2 separate regions of the Mus musculus genome follow, and region 2 is linked to region 1. Evidence: chromatin contacts called from public HiChIP or PLAC-seq data. All regions are on one chromosome and are shown on one strand. Each heading gives the region's core, a stretch centred on a gene start, on an enhancer-like site or on the middle of the called end of the contact. The rest is flanking DNA. Distances are from core to core; before and after follow the strand shown. Region 1 has its middle 6.6 kb from the start of Gm25222. Region 2 overlaps Kcnab1 (potassium voltage-gated channel, shaker-related subfamily, beta member 1).

The links. HiChIP or PLAC-seq counts read pairs in DNA pulled down with a chosen protein or histone mark.
Region 2: a contact with region 1 is called in a FOXA1 HiChIP or PLAC-seq map of pancreatic cancer cells. The contact joins two enhancer-like sites. A contact is called at or near these places in 1 of 484 Hi-C or Micro-C datasets (embryonic stem cells), 1 of 115 datasets of contacts at active chromatin or transcription factors (pancreatic cancer cells) and 1 of 9 other capture datasets (embryonic stem cells).

The regions. Positions count from the first base shown.
Region 1 is chr3:64,898,814-64,903,484 of GRCm38.p6, forward strand. It overlaps the pseudogene Vmn2r-ps13. Among named protein-coding and RNA genes, the nearest start is that of Gm25222, 6.6 kb to the left of the region's middle. Within about 2 kb of position 2,803, at least 13 of the 459 cell types and tissues checked have an H3K27ac peak or open chromatin away from gene starts, as enhancers often do. A contact at or near this core is called in pancreatic cancer cells, where this site is marked.
Region 2 is chr3:65,295,008-65,299,238 of GRCm38.p6, forward strand. It overlaps Kcnab1 (potassium voltage-gated channel, shaker-related subfamily, beta member 1), which reads left to right. Exons shown (of 14, transcript NM_010597.5): 3 at 258-295; 4 at 2,662-2,741. It overlaps A330015K06Rik (RIKEN cDNA A330015K06 gene), which reads right to left. Exons shown (of 5, transcript NR_126080.1): 2 at 3,286-3,519. Among named protein-coding and RNA genes, the nearest start is that of A330015K06Rik, 5.6 kb to the right of the region's middle. Within about 2 kb of position 2,159, at least 43 of the 459 cell types and tissues checked have an H3K27ac peak or open chromatin away from gene starts, as enhancers often do. A contact at or near this core is called in pancreatic cancer cells, where this site is marked.

The sequences.
Region 1 (4,671 bases), core at 1,553-4,052:
ACTTTGTCAGTGCAATGTGAGTCAAAGGGAATGTGATCCATGTGAAGTTCCTCACTTATGAGGAGGCCCTGGGGTTCCCCCTCATTATCCTTTTCATCATTGGGGCACTTGTGGTCTTGGCAGTCACTGTTGTGTATGTGATCCACAGGCACACTCCATTGGTGAAAGCCAATGAGCAGGAGCTGAGCTTCCTCGTTCATATGTCTCTGGGAATCACAGTGCTGTTAACCATGCAGTTCACAGGCAAGCCACGCAGCTGGTCCTGCATGGCCCACCAGATCTCTCTGGAACTCGGCTTTTGCCCTTGTCTGTTCTATTCTCAGAAAGACTATTTCACTCTTATTTTGCCCACAGGATTTCAATATCCAAAACCAGGCTTATATCCATGTACTACATTTATCAAAAACTCATTGTGCTGATCTGTGTTGTAGGGGAGATTGGTGTATGCACAGCTTACTTAGTGTTGGAGCCTCCAAGGATGTTTAAGAACATTGAACAGCAAAAATGTAAAGATTATCTTTGAATGCAATGAAGGTTCTGTAGAGTTTCTGTGCTCCATTTTTGGGTTTGATGTTCTCCTGGCTCTGCTGTGTTTTCTTACAATCTTTGTGGCTCACCAGCTGCCAGATAACTATTATGACGGGAAATGTATCACTTTTGGAATGCTCGTCTTTTTCATTGTCTGGATTCTTTTGTCCCTGCTTACCTGAGCATTAAAGGCAAATTCAAAGTGGCTGTGGAAATATTTGCCATTTTGGCATCCAGCTATGGCTTGTTAGGCTGTGTATTTCTTCCCAAGTGCTTCATTATCTTGCTGAGGCCAAAGAGGAATACTGATGAAACTGTTGGTGGAAGAGTCCCCACTGTTGACAGGACCATCCAGCTGACCTCAGCTTCTGTGAGCAGTGAGCTTAACAGCACCACGGTGTCCACGGTTCTGGATGAGTAGAGCTGTGAGCTCCAAGTGACCAGCAAAGCTGGATGAGGACCTGGCTCAGTCTTCCATTTACACTGCTTCTGAAGCAGCTGCTTGTGCTGTGGGGTAACACTGGGGATTAGGCCTTTCATAATGTAGTCTTTTTCTTTTCTTTTCTTTTTTTGGGGGGTGGGAATTGGGTTTGAGACAGGGTTTCTCTGTATAGCCCTTGCTGTCCTGCAACTTGTTCTATAGACTAGGTTGGCCTGCTACTTAGAGATCCACCTGTCGCTGACACCCAAGTGCTGGGATTAAAGGCATGAACCACCACTGTCTGGCCATAATGTAGTCTTAATGTAGTGAATAAAATCTTAGTCTGTAAAGATACCTAGTAGGTATCATAATAGGACATAGTTGAAATTAGAAGTTTTTTTCATTAGAATATTTCATTGGGACTTTAGGGTAGACATGTAAGATATACAGTAGAGTAGGATATGACAGATAGGACTTATCAGAAGTTATAAGAAAAGGCTCAGTAACATAGGAACAAAACATACTTTCTTGTTTAACTCCCACTGTTATAGGAGAGCCATCTGTGAGAAGGTGTCTGGATTACTGATTGATGTGAGAGGACCCAACCCAATGTAGGTGGAACCATCCATGAGCAGGTGGTCCCAGGCTGTCTAACAAAGTCAGCTGAGAGTGAGCCAACTACCAGTGTGCCTCTGCTTCAGTGTCCTAACTTGAGCTCCTGTCGCAACTTTCCTCAGGGGTGGATTGTGAGCTGAAAATATAGATCAGGAAAACCCTTCCCTCCCCAAGTGGCTTTTGTCAGGCTTTCTTTTTCACAGCAACAGAGAGGCAAAGTGGAAAAATCCTTCAAATAGATTCTGTTTTCAATAGCTGCCACCTGGTCCTTTCTTGCCCACATTCTTCCAATAGAAGCCAGTTGCACTTCTGAAATTTGCAAGCCCTCTCTTCATTTGCTTGGCTCCATGTCACTCAGATTGTCCCCTTGTCCCTTCAATATTCCAACAATATTTTACTTATCCATTCCTTCACCTACCCACCCTTTCTTGAGAGCTTGGAAGTTTTGCACAGATATTTTTGGTATTGGAGGACTTTGTGATTGCTTTATATTATTTCCCTTTTCTCCCTTATCCTGACTGTGGTTATCATCTTTTTTTGCTGTCATTATCATTATATTACAATTTATTTTGTGAAAGGAACTTGAGCTGTAACTACTACCTGTCTCCATCTTTGTAGCCTTAACACTTAAACTGTATCTAGGTGATCAATCTTCAAATGGGTGGATGAATAGTTGTTGGAGTAGCTGACTCATGATCCTTCAGTGGGAGAATTGTACCAATGAGAGAAAGGGAGGAAAAGTCTGGTTTCTGAAGTACAGGATGTGTGGAGGATGGAAGGCGAGAGGAGCCAGGCTCCTCTCCTGAGTGGTAGCCTGTAGGTAGTGACTCAGGATGCTGCTAGTTTGTTTGTTTGTTTGTCTGTTTGTTTGTTTTTTACCTAGAGAAGGGATATTCTCTGCCCTTCTCTCTCTTCACACTGGTATCTGTGGGCTTCATTACAAATTGCCTTTGCTTATAGCTGCCAGTATGTTTTGCCAATGAGAAGACCCTGGAGGCTGCAGATGAAAAGAGAGGTTATAATCCTTTGTTTCAACCATAGCTCACTCACTCACCTGCAATGACTCTCCCAAGGTAGCCCTCATGAGGTACCCATACTGTTTGTTGTGTGACAGGTTTTTTTCCAACAGTACCATGTCATCTTGGACTTTGCCTCTGTAAGCAACGTGGCTCACTGCATGAATCAGCACCCCACAGGAAATACCAGATTATTTAATGAGAAGGGAGTTTAAATGGAGAGCTGACGAGTTGGCAGAGTGAAAGCAGGTGCCACAGTGCACTGAAGCACCTGCAGCTAAGAAGCTACTGTACAGTCAGCTCTGAAAGTAGAAGATGAAAGGTATGTGTTGTGTTAGCTTTTCCTAAGGAAATGCAAATAAATATTCATAGCAGCAACCATGGCAACCAAAGCAGACCAATATAATGCTAGCCAAGTCTATGGAATGGTAATGGGACTTAGGAGGACTTAATGGTACTTTTTAGGTAGTAGAGGAAGGGGGGAGGAATCTGAAGACTTCAACTGAAACTCTCCTCATCCAGCTACAAGAGAACTTAAGAGACGCTATGGGAAGGAGACAGTTAATCTTGAAAAAGGGACTTCCTGATGCAGATCCCATCAAGTGACCGTTCATGATGTAGTGTTGACTTCACAGCAATATACCCGTTTGGGATTCACCTGCATCCTTGAGTTAACCCCTTACCTATGTTCTATAAGGAGGTTCAGTAAACGCCTTGGTCTCACCAAATTGGACATTGGTGAAATCATGCATTTCTCTGGTCTGCTGTGGAGTAGTGAATGCTTATTTGCATTTCCTTAGGGAAAGCTAACACAACACATACCTTTCATCTTCTACTTTCAGAGCTGACTGACTGTTCAACAGCTTCTTAACTGCAGGTGCCTCAGCGCACTGTGGCACCTGCTTTCACTCTGCAAACTCATGTCAGTTCTCCATTTAAAACTCCCTTCTCATTAAATAATCTGGTATTTCCTGTGGGATGCTGATTCATGCACTGAGCCACAATGCTTACATTTTATGATGTAAAATGCCCATCTTTGGTATACTATGTACTGCATTCCTGATGACTAAAGAGATTTTTTTTAGTAGCAAAATTAATTTAATTGCCAACCAAAAGCTAATGCCAACCTACCTGAAGGCAGAATAGGTGGAGAAATTGAGATATACTCACTCAATGGAATACTGTATAGCAATCCTCAGGACAGGGTTGCTCTGTGAGTGAAGTGACTGGAAAGAGTTCAAGTGATTTGAAGTTGTGAAGGTTAATCATACAAGCAGGAGAGAGAAGTGACTTGGGCCAGGAACAGAGCTCTAAACAGCATGACAGGTTGAGCATGGCAACATCAGAATTGCTAATATACTTTTGATAGGTGGCAGCTGCACATTTAAAGCATGTGTTCAAAAGAAAAGGAAAACCCTACAATATCTGATGTGTAAGCATTTACCATCACTTCCAAAAATGGTCTCATTGTAAGCTGGCTTTTACTGCTCTTGGAAATTCTGTCTAAAAAGGGATATGCTTTAAGCTGATAATGCTGCATGGATGGAAAATAAATCTCAAGTCGTCTCTAGTGCTCACTAATAGTTGAAAAACAAATGAAAAGGAAAATCCAAATCTTTAAGCTAGATGTGGTAGTGCAGACTGATAATCCTACCTCTCTTGAAGCTGAGAGAGGAAGATAGTGAATTCTAGGTTATTATGAACATAATGAGACCCTGTGTAGAAAAACAAACACTTTTTGGGTTTTAGATCTATTTTCCTGTCATAATTCTTTTTCAAATGCTGTTTTGGATGTCTCCTGTCTTGAGGGGATTTTAAGGAAGGGATAGGTATAAGATATGGTTCCTGTTACTGTTTCTTAATGAGTGCAGCTTGCCCTAACACCAGTCCCTTGTGACTTCTAGCTTTTATTTTGTGGCTTCATACACAGTGGCTTGTGAAACAACCATACATTTTCTCAGTTAAGGTGCCCTGTTCCCAGATGACTTTAGCTTATGCCAAGTTGACATAAATAAACAAACAAACAAATAAATAAATAAATAAATAACCTACTTGGAATACATCCCCAAGATGGCAATGTTGATTTCTAGC
Region 2 (4,231 bases), core at 909-3,408, 400 kb after region 1:
TCTCATTGTAGGCCAGGGCTGCCTGCCACAAGCATCCATGGTGGCTTGAAGAAGCACTCTTCTCCCAAAGGTTCATAGACCCTTTCTGGAATATTTAGGAAGTGGACAGGGGACGGTGGGAGGCTAGACAACAGGCTGCATGTGCCCTCATCTAAGTACATTTACGAACTATCTGCTTGATACAAAAGTCTGCTCTTATTATGTACAATCTTAGAAAAATGGCTACAAATAATGCACAAATATTTGTTCTCTTCCAGGAACATGGGTGACATTTGGAGGTCAAATCTCAGATGAGGTAAGCTGATTTTAGCTTCTACAGTTCTAATGAAGACAATGTGCAGTAGGGATTGTCTTTCCTTCCTAACATTTTTTTTCTTCTTGGGTGTGTGTGTGTGTGTGTGTGTGTGTGTGTGTGTGTATAACTGTGCTGCCCAGTCATTAGGTAAGGCTAGCTTAGCAGATCTTGGGTGACTCCAGCCAAGCAGAGTTTTAGGGGGCTGGCAGCAAAAAGTCTTTCAACAGCCACACTCCCAGTAGCTAAGAAGGAAGAAGTCCTTTCTCCCCACAGGAGGACCCAGGTGCACATCAAGAGACCGTATGACTGGCATCAGGTAGGGATGTATGGGGGTAACACAAAGGCACAGTCACAGGGAGTACAGCAAAGGCCACAGACACTGTTAGGCTGGAAGTAAGCAGCAACATAGGAAGGAAGGAAGTTCACAGCCAGAGTCTCCAGCCTGCATGCAACCTGCCAGTGCCTAGTGCACTGCGTAGAAGGAAAAAGGCAATGGTGGCTAGCCTTGTGGGCAAATCTAGTCTCCACCCCTACTCACCACAAGTCTCTGATCTCCCCTTCATACTGTCTGTCCTCTGCTGTAGGGATCTCATGTCTGGACATGCAGGACTGACCTCTGTGATGAGCCATTTCAAAATTCCAGCTCTCAAAATTGCACAATAAAGTTGTCATGAACATTTGCAGAGACACTAACACAGACGTACATCCAACAGCTAGAGTCCTTCTGGAGAGCAGCTGTGGGAAGGGTCCTGCAGAGCTGTCCACAAGGAGGAACAAGGACGACTAGCCAAACCCAATCACACTCACAACTGAATGGCTCAATCTCACCTCTTTTCTGGGGGCTAAAACTGTAAGCCAATAACAATGAGTTTACTTCCCTGATCTTTCAGCTTTCTCTTGGTCTTCCAGGAGTTCTCAGCTCCAAGCAGGTAAAAATGGCCATAATGTTCTTCGTGCTGGAGAACTGCAAGCTCCAGGAAGTAAAGACAGGCAGGAGCCTAGTGACTTAGCTTTCTACCACTAGGCCACACCTCCTAAGGAGTCTTCCATCTCCAAAAGATGCTATAGATCAGGGACCAAATGCAGGGGACTTGAAAGACATTTCAGATTAAAACTATATCAAGGCCTAAATCCAGTCTTTAGACTTCAATGTTTTTCCCATTATTCCACATAAGGTCTTCAGACCCTGTGACTGGGAAGGGTGTCTATTCTCAGGTACTCCATTTCAAAACTTCTCTGTAGCTAAGATGTAATTGTTACATTTCCTAATAAATAACCCACCAATATGCTGTAAGACATACCACAATAATTTTTTGCCGTCATCTAAAACAGGACAGTCAGAATGAGGAAACCTATATTTGCTTTACTTTTCAACTTTGCTTTAAAATAATGTCTTAATCTTATCAAATTAAAAATCAGTAACTGCTTCCTTGTGGGTAATGCTAGTGGATATGCACACTAGCCTACCCATGGTCTTGAGAGGCTAATTTTTAAAACACCAGAAACAGTCTATATTAGAAACGCTGGTGAAGCAACTTTAGTCCACCACCAAAGAACATAATGGAAAATCAATTGTTATTATGTGAGAAGTGGAAAAAAAATGTTCAAACATCTAGCAAATTAATCAGCAAAGTGGAGAAAGATTCCTCCACTGCCGTTTTCCAGCATCCTCCTACAGCTCCACCTTAGGCTGATTGTTGCAGGTAGCCCTCTCCTCTCCTGGCACGCTCTTACTTGCCCTGAGCAGCAAGGAGGATGGAACACGGAGCCCTGACCCATTCCGGCCTGAGTCCAGAGGAGCTTGCTCCCTCCCCTGTGTTGACTCAGCAGCAGCACCAAGATGATGCTTATTGTTCCACTGAACTGTGGGTGGCAGGAGCTTTAACAACAGTCATGATTGTCTGGCCTGTGATTCATCAGCACAGTTGGCCAGGCCTTGAGCAAAGTCACAAGCTTTTAGGTCAGGAGTCATCCAACTGCCAGAAGCTATTGACTTGCAGAAAGGGCTTGAGGGTTGGAGTCAGCTTTGATACAGATGACCCTCTTTGTCAGCAAGATTAGATGTCACGGAGGGTGTTCTCATACAAGGTCTTCCCAGCAGGGTGGAAAACACAGATCTGAACCCCTCAGTGCTCCGTGGGCAACAAAACACACCCCTCCAAGAGTGAGATTACAGCCTACCCAGTGTCTGAGGGTAGGAGAATCACCTGCCTTATACTTCTCTTTCTCTTGTCACTCACTACAGCTGAGAAAAACACAAGTGGTTCATAGGATCTCAGAGTGAACGGTGGATAAAGGATTTAACATTGCTTCCCAGCTAGGAAGAATGCCTGGCATTTCTGACTGACCCTTGCATCCTCTTGCAGGTTGCTGAACGGCTGATGACAATTGCCTACGAAAGTGGAGTTAATCTCTTCGACACAGCTGAGGTCTATGCTGCTGGGAAGTAAGTCAGAACAAGTTTTTAGCTCTCACATGGCATCATTGGTGGAAGCAAGAGGGTGTGCTCAAACATTGCTGTGGCATTGGCAAGGAGGGACTGCTCTTCTTGTACATATATCAGCAGGCATGTTCTTCCTCCGCCCTACACTGATATTCATGAAAGTTGTGATTTCTTAATGATGCCAAGAAATTAACAACTTTTCTAAGAGGGCACTTCAGAGCCTATTCTGAAGACTGTAAGCGACAGAGAGACCTTGCTGAAGGTAACGAGTAACTTTAGAGATTTCCTTTGGGCCTGAGCATCGACTTGGCAGTCTGAACATGGCTTGTTATGTTAGAACACATAATTGATGTTCTATTAGGCCGGATCAGCAAGCACATGTCACATAACATAACTAGTGTATTTTAGAATCGATATGGAGCCCTGGTCTCCTGGAATGAACGTGGGTGTCCAGCTTCCACCAGCAAAGGCAGAAGACATGGAATATGAACACACCAAGCTAGCTGCCCGCCTCCCCCAGGCCAGTTACAGTAGAGCTGAGGCTTACCCAGTCAATAGTAATTGCTCCAAATATTCTTGGAGCTTCTTCTTACTTTGGTTATTCCTTTTCAAAGACCTGCCTATTTTTAAGGACCATCAGAGGACTTGAGCATCCACATCTATGTTGTTTGTAATGAATCCAAGAAAGGAAAGTCGAAGTTGTTCGGCCTTGCTCCTTTCTGCATGCCCTCTTCTCAGGAGATTTTCTCAGTCCAAGGTATCTTGCTCAATACCGAATTGGCTAAAGCAGAGGAGAGGAACATAGTGATTGCAACTCCTACTGTAAGGGACAACCATTTGAATCGTTATTCATTGATGGCCACTATGTAACTAAGATAGGCTCCCAATATTTAAGGTCACACGTAACAACAGACAAACAAGGAGTAATGAAGACGATTCCAGTACTACCCCATGTCTGTTCATTTGGAGCATGTGCCATAGCTAGCATGCATCATGATTCCTTGGAGGCTGTGCACGCAAATAAAACAACTTTGGTTTACATCAAATACTAGCTAACAATGGCGTCCATATCTGGCTCACTGATGAACCAAATGCTAACTGCATTGACTTCCCTACTCCAATCTCTGGCAGCCCAACTGCTTCTTACACTGATCATCGTACTGGGTGGGTTATAGGAGAACATTTTAGTCTCCTCAATCTTGGTGAGTCTGCTGGGGAAGTGGAAGTGAGGATATTCTTAGGATGTCTTCAGTGCACCATTCCACAACCCAGCCTTAGGAACAGGAAAAATATTTTGTAGTGTCTCCCTATACCTTAGTCCTATGACAAACATTACTCAGTCCTAGGACATTCTCTTATGGACCACAATAACTGCAACACTGAACTTAGAGATATCTGAATACACATATAGATTCTTTCTTCTCTTCCAAGATCAACTGGGAAACTAGTATTTTCTGTTAAAACAGTCTGAAGCCTCTGGGCACAACTGAATT